Linked DNA regions of Triticum aestivum: region 2 is linked to region 1. Evidence: chromatin contacts called from public Hi-C data. All regions are on one chromosome and are shown on one strand. Each heading gives the region's core, a stretch centred on a gene start, on an enhancer-like site or on the middle of the called end of the contact. The rest is flanking DNA. Distances are from core to core; before and after follow the strand shown. Region 1 holds the start of LOC123093042 (putative pentatricopeptide repeat-containing protein At1g02420). Region 2 holds the start of LOC123093050 (54S ribosomal protein L51, mitochondrial).

The links. Hi-C and Micro-C count contacts between places; a contact is called where the count stands out from the background.
Region 2: a contact with region 1 is called in a Hi-C map of leaf, with 7 times the contacts expected there. The contact joins the promoter of LOC123093050 here to the promoter of LOC123093042 in region 1. A contact is called at or near these places in 3 of 5 Hi-C or Micro-C datasets (all in leaf).

What each region holds. Positions count from the first base shown.
Region 1 is chr4B:518,581,384-518,584,923 of IWGSC CS RefSeq v2.1, forward strand. It overlaps LOC123093042 (putative pentatricopeptide repeat-containing protein At1g02420), which reads right to left and starts at 1,400. Exons shown (of 2, transcript XM_044514916.1): 1 at 1-1,400. The coding sequence starts at 1,293.
Region 2 is chr4B:519,297,434-519,301,330 of IWGSC CS RefSeq v2.1, forward strand. LOC123093050 (54S ribosomal protein L51, mitochondrial) reads left to right here and starts at 1,967. Exons shown (of 3, transcript XM_044514929.1): 1 at 1,967-2,190; 2 at 3,007-3,113. The coding sequence starts at 2,111.

The DNA.
Region 1 (3,540 bases), core at 150-2,649:
CAGGTCAAACAAAACATCTGACACCAAGGTGAATGACCCAAACCCGTTCTCGACCATATCACCCCACAGCTCTAGTGCTTCTGCCACCTTACCATGCCGATGACATAACCTAATGATAAACATGCAAGACTGTGTGTTGGGGAAGCATCTTTCAGACCGCATCCGCTCATACAACAGCCACGCGCTACCAATGTCATACGCCCAGTAATAGAACCGGAAGAAAAGGTTATATGTCGTTGCATTCGGCATCAGTCCCCTCGATGCCATTTCGTCCGTCAACGCAAACGCATCACCAAGCCTCTTCGCTATAACAAAGTTCCGTATTGTGGCATTGTACGCCGCCACATCCGGGTGACATCCGAGCTCACGCATCTCCTTCAGCAGGTCTCTAGCCTTGTCAGGCTGGCCAACAAGTCCCAATCCGCCAATCAAACTCGTATAGGTGATGACATCGGGGGCAATTTCATTCCCCCGCATTTCATCGAGCAGCTTATAGGCCTTCTCCACGCCTCGGTTCTTGCAGTGGCAATCAATCAAAGAGTTGTAGGTGACCAAGTCAGGATCAATGCCGTGCTCTCGCATCTCTGCGAAGAACGCATCGGCATCCTCCGAAGACTTCCACCCAGAGAGCAGGATGTTGAAGGTATGGCGGTTCACCTGGAACTCGTGCTTGTGCGCGTGGTAGACGTTGCGCGCGTCGGACATGCTCTTCTCCTGGCAGAGCGTGCGGAGCAGCGCGTTGAAGAGGTCGGCCGACTCGGTGCCCTCGCGGCCGCGGAAGAGCCGCAAGAGGCGGCGGAAGGAGGCAACGGTCTCGCGAACGGAGCAGATCTTGGCGACGCGGCCGAGGACGACCATGGCGGTGCGCGCGGTGATGGAGTCGGGGCAGAGCCGGTGGATGGACTGGACTAGGTCCCACATGTGGGAGAAGCGGCGGGCGCGGCCGAGCACGTAGAGGGCCGTGTCGAGCGCGTAGGGGGAGGGCGCGACGCCGCAGCGGTCGGCGGCGAGCGAGAGGAGCGAGAGCGCGCGGAGTGGATCGCCGTGGGCGAAGCGGAAGCGGCGGAGGACGAGGTCGAGGAGCGGCGCCGAGAGCGGGACGGCGGAGGCGGAGAGCGCGGACTCCATGGCCGACGGCGTGGGCGCGGCCGTGACGATTTGGTAGACCGAGTCGGCGTCGGCCTCGGAGGCCGTGGCCTCGCCGGCGGCGGGGGCCGCGGGCAGCGGGGACGGCGGCGGCCTCCGGGGCGAGGAGATGTACTGGAACACCCGCCTCGCCGGCTTGGGCGGCATCTCTGGGAGGTGGGCGGCGTTTGTCGGAGGTTTTGGGGAGGGTTTTGGCGGCGTCGGCGCGGGGCGAGCGGCATGGAGGCTGCAGCCTGCAGCTTGGAAGGGGAATGCAAAGAGGGATGGTGCGTGCCGTGCGGTCGCAGCAGGAGCGGGCCGGCTCGAACAGTGTGATGGGCTAGAGTGGAATCTGAGTATTCACTTCGTGGCTCCTCACTTGGGCCATTGGGCTACGACCACTACGACCCAATACCACAACGACGTCCAGTCTCTTGCAAACATTCCGTAACAAAAAAGGCCGACACTACGCATGGCCGCACACGGCACACCATCTTTGTCTTTAAGATTGTCTATAAAAAAAATGTCTTTACGAAAAGCTGCGAGACATCTGCATTGGAAAATCTTTGCAACATGAACTACTTTCATGTTTTCACGTGATTTCATTGCCGAGGAGTAAAATATTCTAATAGGTAACCCGTGATTTACCTGATCATATTAATTTATACGTGTAAATAAATAGGATTATGTATTTAGTGAACACTTGTTTTGTAAGCACTTATTTATTTATTTTGCGGGGTAGAAGGGAGTTTTATTGCATTGTCACAGTGTTACAATCGAGAGGCCAAAGATCCTCAATATAAGGTGGAACCGAGTGAACCCACACAGCCGTGGTTCGCTCGGTGCGGCTATATTGCCAACCAATCTACTACACTATTCTGACTACAATGTAATTTCTGAGGTAAAAACTCCCTTTCCTTCATCAACTCTTTAATCTCCGGGATCAGATGCCCATATGCTGATTTGGTGAGGCCATCAGTAGCCAACACTCAGAGGCCAATCGCCGAGTCGGACTGCACAACCACCGGAAGTATTGTGTGTTGGATGGCCAAAGCCATACCCTGCATGATAGCATGGATCTCCGCCTCCAAAGCGTCATTCCAGTTAAACATAGAGCGATAAGCCGCCAACAGTACCGTAACTGACCCATCCCTCAACACGATTTCGGTCGCTGCCGAACCATCTGCTTCCCGGAAGGATCCATCAATGGATAGTGCGACAGTCCCCGGCCCAGGAGCCGGCCATGGTGGTGCTGGCTGTTTGTACTATGTGTCGATCATCTGTTCCGAGACCGGCATTTTTTGCTTTTAGTATTTCTTCCATGGTAAAGCGACTAGCGAGCCAAATAGACTTGTAATAACTGTCCAGATAGTCCATTGTTGCCCCCACCGATGGTACATCCTTGACATGTGAGCAATCATTCCGCAACTGCCTACACCATAGCAGCATGATCACCATATCTCGAACCTGATCTGAGCATTGAGTGAGCAGCCTTGCCGGTATTGATCAGCAGTCTATCCGACGGGAGAGGCCATCTTGCGCGCATGTTTATCCACAGAGTACGCGCATGATCACATGTGATTAAGGCATGGAATTCATTCTCCTCCTCAACACCACATAGTGGGCAAGTAGATCGCTTAGAGACATGTCTGTATTTTTTGCACGTCGCAGTCGGCAAGGCCCCGGTCACCACCTTCCAAACCGCTATCTTCATCTTCTGTGGCGCCGATGCTTTCCATACGCAGTTCCAAATTGATCTCCTGCCATTTGGTGCTTCTGAAGATGATCCTCCTGCAAAGGCTGCATCATGAGCACTTGTAGCCAATTTATAGGCACTTTTTACTAAAAACCGCCCATTCTTCTCCGGGAACCAGGAGATAAAATCGCAACGCTGCCTTGGGGACGTTCTTATTTTCAGAATGTGATCAATGTCCATCTGCCAAAAGTGTTGCGTCAGCCTATCCAGCCGCCATGTACCATTCCCATCTAGGAAATCAAAGACTCGGTTTAGGCGGGACGTGCGCTTTGGTGTTATAGGCCGGAAAGACGATGCCCTCGGGATCCATTGATCCCTCCAGGTTCTTATATTTGAACCATTCCCAACTCGCCATATAATTCATGCTTTTAACAACTCGAGGCCGTGGAGGATACCTTTCCAGACCGCCGATCCATGGTTGGGGAATACCGTATCCAGCAGGTTGCCTGAGGGGTAGTACTTAGCCTTCAACAATCTGGCAGAAAGGTTATCCGGAGTGCCAATGGGACGCTAGGCCTGCTTAGCGAGAAGCGCTTGATTAAACGCTCTCATATCCCTGAACCCCAAGCCACCCATTGCCTTAGGTAATCTCATTTTATCCCAACTGAGCCACGCCATCTTGTTCTTTCCTTTCTCAACACCCCACCAGTACTGACGCA
Region 2 (3,897 bases), core at 717-3,216, 720 kb after region 1:
TTTCTTTCCTTACTCATTCCTTCTTTTTTTTCTTCTTTTTGTTTCCTTTCTTGGGTTTCAACATTTTTATTGATTTTTACTGTTTTTTATTCTTTTTGCATTTGTTTCTTCGGTTTCATTTTTTGTTTTCTTTTTCTTTGGTTTCTTTTTTTAGTTTTCATTGATTTTTTATTTTCTTTCTGTTAGTTTCCATTCTAGATTTTTCTTATATGTCAAAAATATTTTTTAAATGCATGTTTAACATTTTTAATACATGATCAACATTATTTCTATACACATTTCCACATTTTTAAATGTTTGATTTACATTTTTTCTCAAATACTTTTTTGACATTTTTTAAATACAATATTAACATTTATAAAAATGTTTTTCTTTTCTTTCTTTTAGTTGTCATTCTACATTTTTTGCATACGTCAAGAACATTGTTCAAATACCCGTTTAACATTTTTCTATACACATTTTTTGAATATACGGTCGACATTTTTTCTATACACATTTTCAACATTTTAAAAAATGCATGATTAACATTTTTCAAATACAAGATTAGCATTTTTTTAATACATGGTCAACAAATTTTTATACACATTTTCAACATTTTTTTAACACAAGATTAACAATTTTTTAACACATGGTCAACATTTTTCTATGCACATGTAACATTGTTATAATGCTTGAATAAGATTTTTCAAATTCGATTTTTTAATACATGGTCAACATTTTTTCTATACACATTTAACAATTCTCATGGTTGATTAATATTTTTCAAATACTTGTTCAACATTTTTTTTGAATGCTTGATTAACATTTTTTATACATGATAAAAAAATTCAATGTTTTTCTAATACATGATCAACAATTTTTCTATACGCATTGAATATTTTTCTAAATGCTTGATTAACATTTTTTAAATACTTTTAAATATTTTTCAAATACTTCTTCAACATTTTCAAATACTTTTTTAATATTTTTCAAATGTTTTTTGTAGAGTGTTTCTTTTAATTTTTATATTTATAATTTTTTAGTACAAAATTAAAGCAAAATACGAAAAGAGAAAATGTAAAAAAGGGGAAAAAGAAGGTTGTGGCCTCCCACGCCCCTGGGCCGGCCCATCTTGTTCTCCCCTTCAGCTAGGTTTCCTTCCAGGGAGCCCCCCCCTTTCCTCCTCCCCACCCACACACTTTTTTGATCTTGAGGGCGGCATGATGGCGTCGAGGGGTGTTTGGCAGTTGCAGAAGCTTGTGGCGAAGTACTGCGATTAGGGAGGGAGCAACAGGGGAATCAGGTACCCTTCATCATGCCGATAAGAGCCGATTTCACCGCTAGACAGACCCTAGCGATTTGATCTGTCCTGCTTTGATGCGTTAACAAGTTTAGATCCGGGAGGGGAGATCTGAATTACTCGCTCTATTAATTGAGTTGGATTGGTCTGTTGACTGTGCAGACCATGCATAAGGTACTTGATGTCTGACACTTTGCGCAAAGTCAGTTTGTGCATGGAAAAAATTAGCTGTAAAGACCTTCCTTAAATGTGTTATGGTTAGTATACCTTGTTATCTGTTTTTTTTTCTGAAAGGTGCTAGTAGTGTGTTTCGCGTGAAGAACATGGAATCTAGTTTTAAAGATCTCGATGAGAGGGATCCAACAGTGAAAACGGTTTGAGATTTGGACGCATGGTTTAGGAGATAAAATATTTTGAATAAACGGATCTACAAAAAAAGGAAAAACTCTTAGGTTGCGACAAATGACGCAAATGCAGCACCCCACTTGTCGCAACTTGAGAAGATGAAAGTGATCTTTAAAAGGAGTACTCCTTAATTAGTAATTTCGAGTGTACGCGCCAGCTCGCTATTTGGCGACCTACGCGCCAAATAGGAGTGGCCCAGCCGCACAGGCCCGGAAACTGCTAGCTAATGGGTAATATGGGCAATTCTAAAAAAAAAGGTAAATATGGGCCGGATATTGTTTCTCGGTGCGTTGGGCCCTAACCGGAGCGTCGTCCTCCAACCCACAGGACAGACTCCGCCGCCGCCCCCTCCCCTCTCCTCCCTTTCCTCCTCCCCAGTCCCCACCCACGCACTTGCTCGTTTGCGTTGATCCTGAGGGCGGCGTGATGGCGCTGAGGGGCGTTTGGCAGCTGCAGAAGCTTGTGGTGAACTACTGCGACTGGGGAGGGAGCAGCAGGGGAATCAGGTAACTTTCATCATGCCGATAAGAGCCGATTTCACCACTAGGCAGACCCTAGCGATTTGATCTGTGCTGCTTTGATGCGGTAACAAGTTTAGATTCGGTAGGGGAGACCGGACTTGCTCGTTCTGTTGATTGAGTTGGAGTAATCTGTTGATTGTGCAGACCGACACTTTGCACAAAGTCAGTTTCTGCATGGAAAAAATTATTGTAAAGATCTTCCTTAAATTAAATGTGTTATACTCCCCCCGTTCCCTAATATAAGACCTTTTAGCTTTTTCTTGGTTCGTATGTATCTACACACATTTTAGTATGTATGTTCACTCATTTTAGTATGTATGCAATCAAACTTGACCAATGTAGAGTTGTGTAGACTGGCAACATGGAAATGATTTCGACAAAATTGTAAGCAGAAGTAGGGATGGGTTATCTTTCCTCGTGGACACAATTGTGCATGTTGAGCATCGCGTTTGTATTATGTAATCCACATGATGCCATTGAAAAATAGCTCGCTGAATTACTGGAAATGGAGAAATTTTGTTTAGAAGAAACAGTTCAGTTACAGTTTAAGCCAATAGTTATTTGCTGGTTGTGCTGTAAATGAAGCTCGGGATTTTGGATTCTTGAACATAAGTTTATTCTCAATTTCACATATTATCCTCTTTCCCTGTGGATTGGTAGGCTATACTTTAAGCATTAGTTGTATGACTTTGCAGCTTAAATATTGCTTGTATCAATATCTTTGCTGTCAGGATTCAGTGCCTGAACACTTGAATCTTTCAATGCCTGCTCCTTCACATCTAGCACTCCTTGGAATTGTAGGGCTTTTATGGAGTCACATCTTCCAGCTTTGAAGGAAAAGAATCCCCAGTTAGAGGTAGTGACACAGCTTGTCCGTGGTCAGCATCCTAACTTGAAGGGCATTTACAGTAAGATCTTCATTTCCTTTTGACCATCATAGTGTTATATCACGAGTTATATGGCAACTGTATTGCTTATTACGGTGTTACTTTCTGATAGTTGTTTAGATCTTTGTGTTGGTACTGACCAAATGCATGCAACAACAACAACAACAACAACAACAAAGCCTTTAGTCCCAAGCAAGTTGGGGTAGGCTAGAGGTGAAACCCATAAGATCATGGAGTTAGTTATTTTTCATGCAGTCTCTTGCAGTCAAGCACTGTAGTTTACACTTGCCATATTTAGTTGAAAATTGCAGCACTGCGACATTTGTAACTGTTTCTTCCATGCGCTTAAGTACTTGTGATGAATTTAACTTGCTCAACAGCCCAAAGGTGAACTCACATGGTTTAAGCATGACAGGGTTAACTTTGCGCCCTTTGTATGAATAGATATTCTTTAGGAAATGTTGGCTTGTTTTGTTTGTGGGGTGCGCTTGTTCTATGCAAGTACATCCATCTCGGCTGTTCATTCATCAAATTCCATGGAATGCATTTCACAAATTGTAGTAATTTCTTCCACTTTTGTAATGTTTAGCCCCACGATAATTCCATTCCATTGCACTAGCCAAACCAAATCTGATGTTGCAGCAGGACTTACGGCATTACGCAGGCCAAACAACCATATAGATTCTGTTCGGCTGTTGTAGGAGTTACGGCATTACGCAGGCCAAACAACCATATAGATTCTGTTAGGCTGTTGTTGGAGGAGTTACGGCATTACGCAGGCCAAACAACCATATAGATTATGTTC